2 separate regions of the Ovis aries genome follow, and region 1 is linked to region 2. A link is a contact called in public Hi-C data. All regions are on one chromosome and are shown on one strand. The core of a region is the stretch at or near the end of the contact, and the rest is flanking DNA. Distances in the headings are between cores, read along the strand shown. Region 1 holds the start of GATA4 (GATA binding protein 4). Region 2 has its middle 69 kb from the start of BLK.

Region 1 (4,921 bases), core at 57-2,556, 81 kb before region 2:
GCTTTGCAGAGCTAATATTTGTAGTAACTGTACAGACGCCGAGATTTTGCACTAACTCCTTCCCAGTTCCCGAAGAACGCTGCTTAGTCCTTGAAGGGCTACAGAGTTAAAATCTGCCATTATCTATTTCCAACCTTTGGGCCAGCGGAAAAAGTTCAGCCTGCCTGGTTTCAAACCCCGCAGAGCCTTCATTTTTAAGCACTGATTTGCCGTTCTCAACCCTCTCAAAGCTACCCCTCTGTCCTTACCACTGTATCTCCCTTTCATTGCGGCTCAGCCCTTTTCTCAGCTACTAATAAGATCCAAAACTCATTTGTCCAAGGAATGGGTTTATAGGGAGCAGAGGTAATTTTGATGTGTTTGCAAAAACCATATGCAACCAAACTCTTGCAAGTACAAACTGAACTCAGAAAAGAAAAGCATAATAAATGAGGTACACCTGCAAGACCCACCCTCAGCCCCTCCTTCCCATCACAAGTCTGGCTCCAGAATTAACGAAAAATTAAACCGGACACCAAGCTGGGCTGACTTTCGACCTGTTAATAGGTAAAGAAAATGATCAGATCCTGAAGGCCATGAGGCCTGTTCACTAACTCACCAATGGAACCAACGAAAAATGCCAGTGAGATTTTTTTCTGCCCTGAAAGCATCCTGAGCAGGTCTGATCTGGGTCAGGAAAGGTTCTAAGCTTTCCAACCAGGTTCTCAAGACACAGCATCCACAGCAGGGACTCCAGGGGAAAGAAAAGCCATCTGGGTGTGTTGGAGGAAGCAGAGGCAAGAGGCCCAGGGACAACTGGTCAGATCACTTGATATTTTTGCATGGTGCATATTCATCTATTTTTTTCTTGAGAGACTGCTCATTCCCGTCAACTTCTGATTGTTCAAGCAGGAAGCCGAATCAGGAAATGGAGAAACTAAAATGCCACCCGATTGTAAGAAAGAGAAACCGAGAAAATGAACCAGAGAGCGAAAGTGGGAAAGGAAGCCTTGCCTCTGTGACTTGGCCTGCAAAGAATCTCATCCTTCCTGTCCCCAAGGCCCAAGAGCCCCTGTGCACCCTCACTCCACACTGGCTGGTCCTCTCCCTGACCTCCTTCCCCACCGACCGTCTCTCCTCCAGCCCCTCTGCTCCTGGCCCTCCCGACTCCCTCGGTGCATCTCCTGCTCTGCCCTGGTGAAGGGATCACCAAGGGGGCCAGGTGGGGACTCACCCGGAATGGAAGCGATGTTCCTGCAGCTCCTCGAAGCGTCCTTCAGTCCCGGGGACTCCAGGCTGTTCTCAGCGGGTGGGAGGGAGGCGTTGTGAGCTGTCTCCCAGCTCCCTCGGAGCTCCCAGCTTTCCCCTCGGAATTAGATAACAGGAAAAATAGATAAGAGAAGTGGTTCATTAATTCAGCAAGCCCTTTTTTTTTTTTTTTTGGTATGTGTGCAAGTGGAAGGAAACCCTCCTAGGAACTGAAGCCCTAGTTGGACATTAAAAAAATAGTAGTGTTCACACGGTTCCAGAGATGCTTTTGAAAGTTCGCCCGCTCAGAAGGACCAGAGAGCAACAGGAAAGAAACAGAAGGAATCACTGTTCTTGGGGAGAAATGCTGATTCAGAGCATGGCTCCTCTACCCCAAGTCCCTCTCAGACTCTAGTCTTGTCCTTCTGAGTGGGGAGGGCTGCCCTGTGGCATTTGGCTGGCCTGTGTGGTCGTCCTCTGAGGGCAGGAGTGATCACAGCACCACAATTCTTCCCAGCGTGGCAATGAAAAAAAAAATAAGGTCTTCAAAGCACTTGCTCTGTAGCATTTTCTGGGCTCCTCAGGCTAGGATCAGGGAGGCAGATTACATAATAATAAGCGATAAATGAGACAACTGAGCTCAGAGAGGTTAGGAACATGCCTGTGGTCCAGTCACTCAGCAAGGAAGGGGATGGAGCCCATACAAGAACAGATTGATTGACTCCTATTTGGGGGGGGCTCTAAAATCACAGCAGATGGTGACTGCAGCCATGAAATTAAAAGACACTTGCTCCTTGGAAGAAAAATTATGACCAACCTTGACAGCATATTCAAAAGCAGAGACATTACTTTGCCAACAAAGGTCTGTCTAGTCAAAGCTATGGTTTTTCCAGTAGTCATGTATGGATGTGAGAGTTGGACCATAAAGAAAGCTGAGTGCCAAAGAATTGATGCTTTTGAAGTGTGGTGTTGGAGAAGACTCTTGAGAGTCTCTTAGACAGCAAAGAGATCCAACCAGTCCATCCTTTTTTAAAAAATATAAATGTATTTATTTTAATTGGAGGCTAATTACTTTACAATATTGTATTGATTTTGCCATACATTGACATGAATCCGCCACGGGTGTACATGTGTTCCCCACCCTGAACCCCCCTCCTACCTCCCTCCGCTAACCAGTCCATCCTAAAGGAAATCAGTCCTGAATATTCATTGGAAGGACTGACTCTGAAGCTGAAACTCAATACTTTGCCCACGTGATGTGAATAACTCACTCATTGGAAAAGACCCTGTTGTGGAAAAGATTGAAGGTGGGAGGAGAAGGGGACAACAGAGGATGAGATGGTTGGACGGCATCACCAACTCAATGGACATGAGTTTGAGCAGGCTCCGGGAGTTGGTGATGGACAGGGAAGCCTGGCATGCTGCAGTCCATGGTGTCGCACAGAGTCAGACACAACTGAGCGAATGAACTGAATCCAGTAATAAAGAAATCAATGGGTTCTTAAAATTGAAAGAGACCTCAGAATTCAGTATCTTTCACAAAGCAGGAATTCCCTGTGATGTGATCAGTTGCATTCTAATTGAATACCCTTTGTGATGGGAGCTCATCCCTTTACATTGCATGGAGGTACAGCTCTACTGGCCACCACACTTCCCTGTCCCCCAGGTGACCCAGAATTGCGGGCTATGCCAGGCACACAGAAAGGGACAGGAGGAGGCAGCTGCAGCATGATTTGAGGAACCAGGCAAACCAGGTCTCTTGACAGGTCTGCTGTGGAATCCTCTGCTGTCGCATCTGGCACTGTTTAGGTTAAGTTTCTCCTGTGGAGTCAGTGTCCCCCAAGGGCAATTCTTAATAATAATAATAAGAAACAGAATGCCTTTTTGTTTTTAACATATTTCCCTCTTCTCGGTCTCCAGAATTCTTACAACAATCTCTGCACGGAAAGGAAAGGACAAGTTATAAGTAAGACAAGTTATTACTTATTTCCAAATGTAGTCCAGAAACCCAGAACAGAAAAGGTAAAAGAACTGCCAGAAATTAAAGAACAAATGTTTGGTGGAAAAGCAACTAGAGAGATGAAGGCCTGGGAAAAAAGGGCAAACATAAAGGAAGATAAATATGTTTTCCTTCCAAGAATTTTTAGTTATGAATATTTTGGGAAGTGATAAATAAGGTGTCTACTATTGTTATCCGTCTCTATACTCTTCCCCTGCCAAATAACTTGTAGAAACTATGCCACAGGAAGATTTTAGTGTACAACTCCCTGTGATGTCAGATCATTAAAATTCCTAAAGTGTGGGCTGAGCAGGACAAGACGGTGATGCAGAAGCAGGGTCATACCTGCTTTTTCTTTTGGGGGGGGGGATCTCTTAATTTTACAAGAGGACTGCCCTTTCCCCTGTAGCCTCTCTTCATGAAGTTTAAACAATTATTATGGTAGATACGTGTATTTATATATATACAGTATGTAGACACAAGCACAGTGATAAGGAATCCGCCAGTCAGTGCAGAAGATGCAAGACATGTGGGTTTGATCCCTGGGTCAGGAAGATCCCCTGGATTGGGAAATGGCAACCCACTCCAGTATTCTTGCCTGGAAAATTCAATGGACAGAGGAGCCTGGCGGGCTACAGTCCGTGGGGTTACAGAGTCAGACATGAGTGACAGAGCACACACACATACATATAAAATTCACCATCTTGACCACTTTTCAGAGTTCAGTTCAGTGACACTAATTGTATTCAGACTGCTGTACAGCCATCACCACCATTCGCCTCCAGAACTTTTTCATCTCCAACCGAAACTCTGTCCCCGTTAAATAACACTTCCCCGTTGCTCCTCACTGCAGGCCCTGTTACTCATCATTCTACTTCCTGTCTCTTTAAATTCGACTACTCCAAGTACCTCATAAAGAGTGGAATCATGCAGTATTTGTTCTTTGGTGACTGGCTTATTTCACTGAGCACAGTGTCTTCACGGTGTATCCATTGCTGTAGCCTATGTCAGAATCTCCTTTCTTTGGAATATTACTCAGCCATAAAAATAAATGAATTTGAGTCAGTTGTACTGAGGTGGATGAAAGTAGGGCCCATTACACAGAGTGAAGCAAATCAGAAAGAAAACACACGTATTGTATATTAACATATATGTATGGAACCTAGAAATGTGGTACGGATGAAGCTATTTGCAGGGAAGGAATGGAGACGCAGATGCAGAGAATGGACTTGCAGATGCAATGGAGGAAGGAGAGGGTAGGACCAATTGAGAAAGTAGCATCGACTTTTATACATGATCATGTGCAAAACAGATAGCAAGGGGGAAATTGCTGTATAGCACAAGCAGCCCAGCCTGGCGCTCTACGATGACCTAGAAAGGTGGGCTGGGAAGAGGGGAGGAGGCTCAAGATAGAGGGGTGTGCTGTGTGCTAAGTCGCTTCAGTCGTGCCTGGCTCTGTGCAACACTATGGACTCTAGCCCGCCAGGCTCCTCTGTCCATTGAATTTTCCAGGCAAGAATACTGGAGCGGGTTGTCAGTTCCTTCTCCAGGGGATCTTCCCAACCCAAGGATCAAACCCACGTCTCCTGTATTGCGGGCAGATTCTTTACCATCTGAGCCAATGGAGGGGATATATGTATTAATATAATTATGACCGATTTGCATTGTTGTATGGTAGAAACCAACACAACACCA
Region 2 (5,475 bases), core at 1,183-3,682:
AACAGATTTGATAAAGAATTTTCCCCTCCTAAATGCTAGTTCTTGAGGAGACACAGATTTGGTTTTTATTGTTGGTAATTCTTATCAGTCTTTTATTTATTTATTTTCTCAATTATTGGGCCTCAAGGCATGTGGGATCTTAGTTCCTTGACCAGGGTTCGACCTCTTGTTCCCTGTACTCGCAGCACGGAGTCCTCACCACTGGACCACCAGGGACATCTCGGGAGACATAGATTTTTAATCAGAAGAAGGTGGAGAAATAGATGGCGATTTATCCAGCTGAGGGGACTCCTGAGTACCTATGAGTGCTGTTTTGTAGAGATTGATGACATTGTTCTTCTTTTTTTAAAATAGAAGATTGCAAGTCTTTTAAAAGATATTTGTTTATTTATTCCGCTTCGTCAGATCTTGGTTGTGGCATTCAGGATCTTCTCTGCAGTGCATATTATTTAACACATATATATGGAATTTAGAAAGATGGCAATGACGACCCTGTATACAGGACAGCAAAGGAGACACAGATGTGTATAACGGACTTTTGGACTGAGAGGGAGAGGGAGAGGGTGGGATGATTTGGGAGAATGGCATTGTAACAGTATACTATCATGTAAGAATCGAATCGCCAGTCTATGTCCGACGCAGGATACAGCATGCTTGGGGCTGGTGCATGGGGATGACCCAGAGAGATGTTATGGGGAGGGAGGTGGGAGGGGGGTTCAAGTTTGGGAACGCATGTACACCCGTGGTGGATTCATGTCAATGTATGGCAAAACCAATACAGTATTGTAAAGTAAAATAAAGTAAAAATAAAAATTAAAAAAATTGCACTTAGCTTCAAATCTAATATGTGTTCCTTCCACTCATAGAGACCCTTTGCTATCCTTCATTTAAAGAAATTTCTTCAAACGAAATTCAAGAAAAAGCAAGATGGGAAAGGAGAGCATTTTCCCCTGAGAAAACTGGGCATGAGCTAAGGCAGAGATGCAGGAGCTAAGAGGGGACGTGTGTACATGTGAGCAAGTGTCTGATCCGAAGGGAGCTCAATTTTGGAAGGAGAACTACAGCGCGTTCTACAGAGGTGAGGGCGGAGGGTATGTAATTCCTTCAAAGAGAAATGGCAGTTGGCCCGCCTGCAGACGTCTCTTGGTTTTTATTTCCAGCCACTAGAGGGCAGCACTAGCCCAGAACAGTTTGGTTGCTTTGGGCGGAGAGTCTGAGGGGGTGAGACCCACCCAGGCAGCTCTCCGGCCAGGACCTGCCTGGTTCTCAGCTTTCCTGGAGCTCCCCCACCTCACAGCTCAGGCCGCTCAATCCCCACTCTCATTCCAAGTTCTGAGACGAATCTTGACAAATGTGGTTTTCATCACTGAAGCTTTTGCCTTTTGTCCTTGGCCCCAGGTTTTCACTTGTACCCCAATTCTCACCATCCCCTTGTACCTCCTAACTGCTACTTACTTAAAGAAAAGAAAAGAAAAAACCCTTCCTGGGTCTCTAGATCTCAGTCTCCTCTCTTCCTTGCGTCCCCCTGCCTCACACCCTGGGGACAGAATTTCCTGACTATGCAGAGACTGGCATCTGCTGCTGACGTCTCTGATAAAGATGCTGCCTTTGCCCACAGTGGTAGGTCCTGTCTGAAGTCTGTCCTGGCCCATGTGCTGGGGCTGTCTCTTCAGTTCCTGCCCCTCCTAAACTTCCCCCCGACTTCTGCAGTTAAGCCTCTTGACCAGCAATATCAGGAGGAAAGGCAGCCGCGCCTGTAGCCCTTCCGTGGTGCAGCATGGTTTAGGATGGAGCCCACAAGCCTTAAGGTGAGAGGTGCCTGGCTCTTCTCCAGGCTTCTTCTCCTACCTCCCCTCTCCCCGTCCTTTTGGGCACACCCTTTGCCCTAGTCATCCCCTTGCTTGCCTGTGTGCTCAGTCTGACTCTTTGAGACCCCAGGGACTATAGCCGCCAGGCTCCTCTGTCCACGGGATTCTTCAGGCGATAATACTGGAGTGGGTTGCCATGTCCTTCTCCAGGGGATCTTCCTGACCCAGGGGTTGAACCTGCGTCTCCTGCACTGGCAGACTGATCCTTTACTGCCGAGGCACTGAGGAAGCCTGTCATTCCTACATGGGTTCTTCTTGCTGGTGTTTTGAAGTCCCTCATAAGCTTTTTCTTCTTTCTAGAACAACCTTCTCCTACATGAGCCTGGCTTACTCCTCTGCTTGATTTAAGGCTCAGCTCAAGCTGTGTGTCCAAGGGGAAGCCCTCCCTGATGCCTGACTTGGGGTAGGAGTCGTCTCCTGGGCATCTCCGTATCCTGTTCTGCCCACTGTTGCAACTCTGATTCAGTGCTTTGCTGAATTACACAGCCCCTACAAAGCCGCCTGAAGCTGGGGTTCCCCCCACAGTGTGTGTCTGCTGGACAGGGACTGTGACTCATGCCTTCTGTGTTCCTACTGCCTGGACAACACAGCCTGTCTTTGTGCATGAACACTGACTGTTCAATGAATCATGAGTCAAGGGTATCTGAATGATATACTTAAGCATTTTCCTCAGTACGTTCCAAGAAATTCTATTTCCACTGAATGATAGATATTAGTAGACTAAGGTTTTCATAGAAAATCAATTTGGAGAAATGCTAGATTAAAGTAAAACAGATGTCTTTTTTGAAGTATTTTCCACAGTTTCAAGTATGCAGCATGTATTACTGTCTTAAGGAGCCTCTGATTTTGTTGGGCTGTCTGGCACATCCTTTGGGAAACTCTGTTGTAATTCCTATACCCACTCTCACATGAAACACAGGGGGAGAGAGAAATGTGGCTGCTTCTGTGGGAATAAGGCCGCCATGGCCCCGGGGACACACCTCTTGACGGTATGTTTAACTACATCTGATGTTGTTTAGTCACTGTTGTGTCCAACACTTTTCAACCCCGTGGACTGTGTAGCCGGCCAGCCTCCTCTGTCTGTGGGATTTCCCAGGCAACAATACTGGAGTGGGTTGCCATCTCTTTCTCCAGCGGATTTTCCCAACCCAGGGATCAGACTCATGTCCCCTGTATTGGCAGGTGGATTCTTTACCGCTGAGCCACCAGGGAAGCCCGCGCATCATGTTTACTGTCTTCTCGCACTAGTAATGCTGCTGCTAGGTCGCTTCAGTCGGGTCCGACTCTGTGCCACCCCAGAGACGGCAGCCCACCAGGCTCCCCAGTCCCTGGGATTCTCCAGGCAAGAACACCGGAGTGGGTTGCCATTTCCTTCTCCAGTGCATGAAAGTGAAAAGTGAAAGGGAAGTCGCTCAGTCGTGTCCGACTCTTAGAGACCCCATGGACTGCAGCCTTCCAGGCCCCTCCATCCATGGGGTTTTCCAGGCAAGAGTACTGGAGTGGGGTGCCATTGCTATTACTAGTGTTTCATAATCCTCAAGAGCTAATGATTTTGAACTGTGGTGCTGGAAAAGACTCTCGAGAGTCCCTTGAACAGCAAGGAGCTCAAGCCAGCCAATCCTAAAAGAAATCAACCCTGAATATTCATTGAAAGGACTGATGCTGAAGCTGAAGCTCCAATACTTTGGCCACTTGATGTGAAGAGCTGACTCATTAGAATAGACCCTGATGCTGAGAAAGATTGAAGGCAGGAGGAGAAGGGGACGACAGAGGATGAGATGGTTGGATGGCATCACCGACTCAATGAACGTGAGTTTGAACAAACTCCAGGAGATGGTGAAGGACAGGGAAGCCTGGTGTGCTGTGGTCCATAGGGCTCAAAACGCTGGACACGACTGAGCAACTGAACAACAGCAAGCCATTGTCGAGCATGCGGTTCCACCAGCGGCATCAAGTTCCTTCACGGTGGTGTGCAAACACCACCACCACCATCCATCTCCAGAACTTGTCATCTTCCTAAACTCAGACCCTGTACCCATTAAACACTGACTCCAGTGCCTGGGGACCATCATCCTGCTTCCTGTCTCTGTGAACGTGACTACTCTGGTGGAATCATACAGTGTCTGTCCTTATGCGATTGGCTGATTTCACTTGGCAGAATGTCCTCATTTCATCCGTGTCTCAGAATTCCCTTCTTTTTAACGCTGAATAATATCCCAGTGTACACGCTGCATTTTGTTTGTCTGTTCCTCTGTTGGTGAACATCTGGGTGATTTCCGCCTTTTGGCGTCGTGAATAAGGCTGCTATGAACTCGGATGGGGGGCTTCCCTGGTGATTGAGTGGTAAAGCATCCGCCTGCCAGTGCAGGAGACTTGGATCTTCCCTGGGTTGGGAAGATCCCCTGGAGAAGGAAACGGTGGGCTACAGTCCTCGGGGTGGCAAAAGTGTCAAACATGCTGTAGTGACAAAACAGTGAGAACTTGGACGGACAGCCAGCTTTCATTTTACTTCAGTGGTGTAGGCCAGCATTATTTCTGGGAGGAGAAAGGGGATGTGGGGAAATCCCTTAATTGCACCACGTGAGTTCAGATGTCAGGAATCTAAGGTACTCGACTGCAAAGGGTTTTGTGGCTGTAACCTCATTCCAACAGATCCAAGAGGCAGGAAATAGAAGGTAAGTGTCCAAGGCAGATCTGAACTCATCTGGGGTGGATCTTGCAAGTTCAAGGGGAAGAATCAAGATGACCTTGGGGCTGTCTGCCTCTTCTCAAGGAGGATTCCTCTTGATTCTTCACAGAATCAAGAATGGGAGCTAGTGGGCAGGTGCCAGACTTCCTAAAGAGACCATGCTGTGAGTGGACAGACAGTTGATGAATCAGAAATGTGGGGGTCTCACTGGCTCCAGAATTCTTACACCCTGCAGTCTCCACCCACCCTCTAGCCTGCCTAAGGCAGGTACTGGAAATTCAGTCCTGATTTTTAGCTGGAAAATTTCCAGTCCCTTTGTTTTCCCCTCCTGGCATGTCTTGCCACCTCTTATTTGCAACGTACTTAAAACACACACAGTGAAAGTGAGTTGATTTAAGAATATGCAGAGGAATTGCGATTTGGAAGCATGAACTACGGAGGCCCATGGGCAAATCTAGAGAGAAGGAAAGGAAGCCTAATTTTACAGGGTGAAGGCGAGAGTCTGCTGGGGGAAGCGGGTCTGAAGTAGTCTGGGGCTTCCTTTAAGGCATGTGTGGAGAAAGAGCGAAAAGTAAATGTAGGCCTTTAAACAGATGCTTATGAACAGTCCTGAGCAACAGAGATCAAAATTAAAGAGATCAAAATGTTTTCAGATTAGAGAACACATTTATGGTTGTTAGGGGGGAAGGATCGGGTGGGGGGAGGAGGGATAGTTAGGGAGTTTGAGACTGACATGTACACACTGCTGTGTTTTAAATGGATAACCAACAAGGACCTACTGTACAGGGAGCTCTGCTCAATGTTATGTGACAGCCTGGATGGGAGGGGAGCTTGAGAGAGAATGGATCCATGTGTATGTGTGGCTGAGTCTCTTCGCTGTTCACCTGAAACTGTCACAACATTGTTAATAGGCTATAC

Evidence for each region. A called contact is a pair of places that touch in the nucleus more often than the background predicts.
Region 1: a contact with region 2 is called in a Hi-C map of liver, with 2.3 times the contacts expected there. The contact joins the promoter of GATA4 here to the enhancer-like site in region 2. A contact is called at or near these places in 2 of 16 Hi-C or Micro-C datasets (liver and mixed tissues).

The regions. Positions count from the first base shown.
Region 1 is chr2:105,446,893-105,451,813 of ARS-UI_Ramb_v3.0, reverse strand. GATA4 (GATA binding protein 4) reads right to left here and starts at 1,306. Exons shown (of 7, transcript XM_060411039.1): 1 at 599-1,306.
Region 2 is chr2:105,366,083-105,371,557 of ARS-UI_Ramb_v3.0, reverse strand. No RefSeq gene overlaps it. Among named protein-coding and RNA genes, the nearest start is that of BLK, 69 kb to the right of the region's middle. Within about 2 kb of position 2,432, at least 5 of the 54 cell types and tissues checked have an H3K27ac peak or open chromatin away from gene starts, as enhancers often do.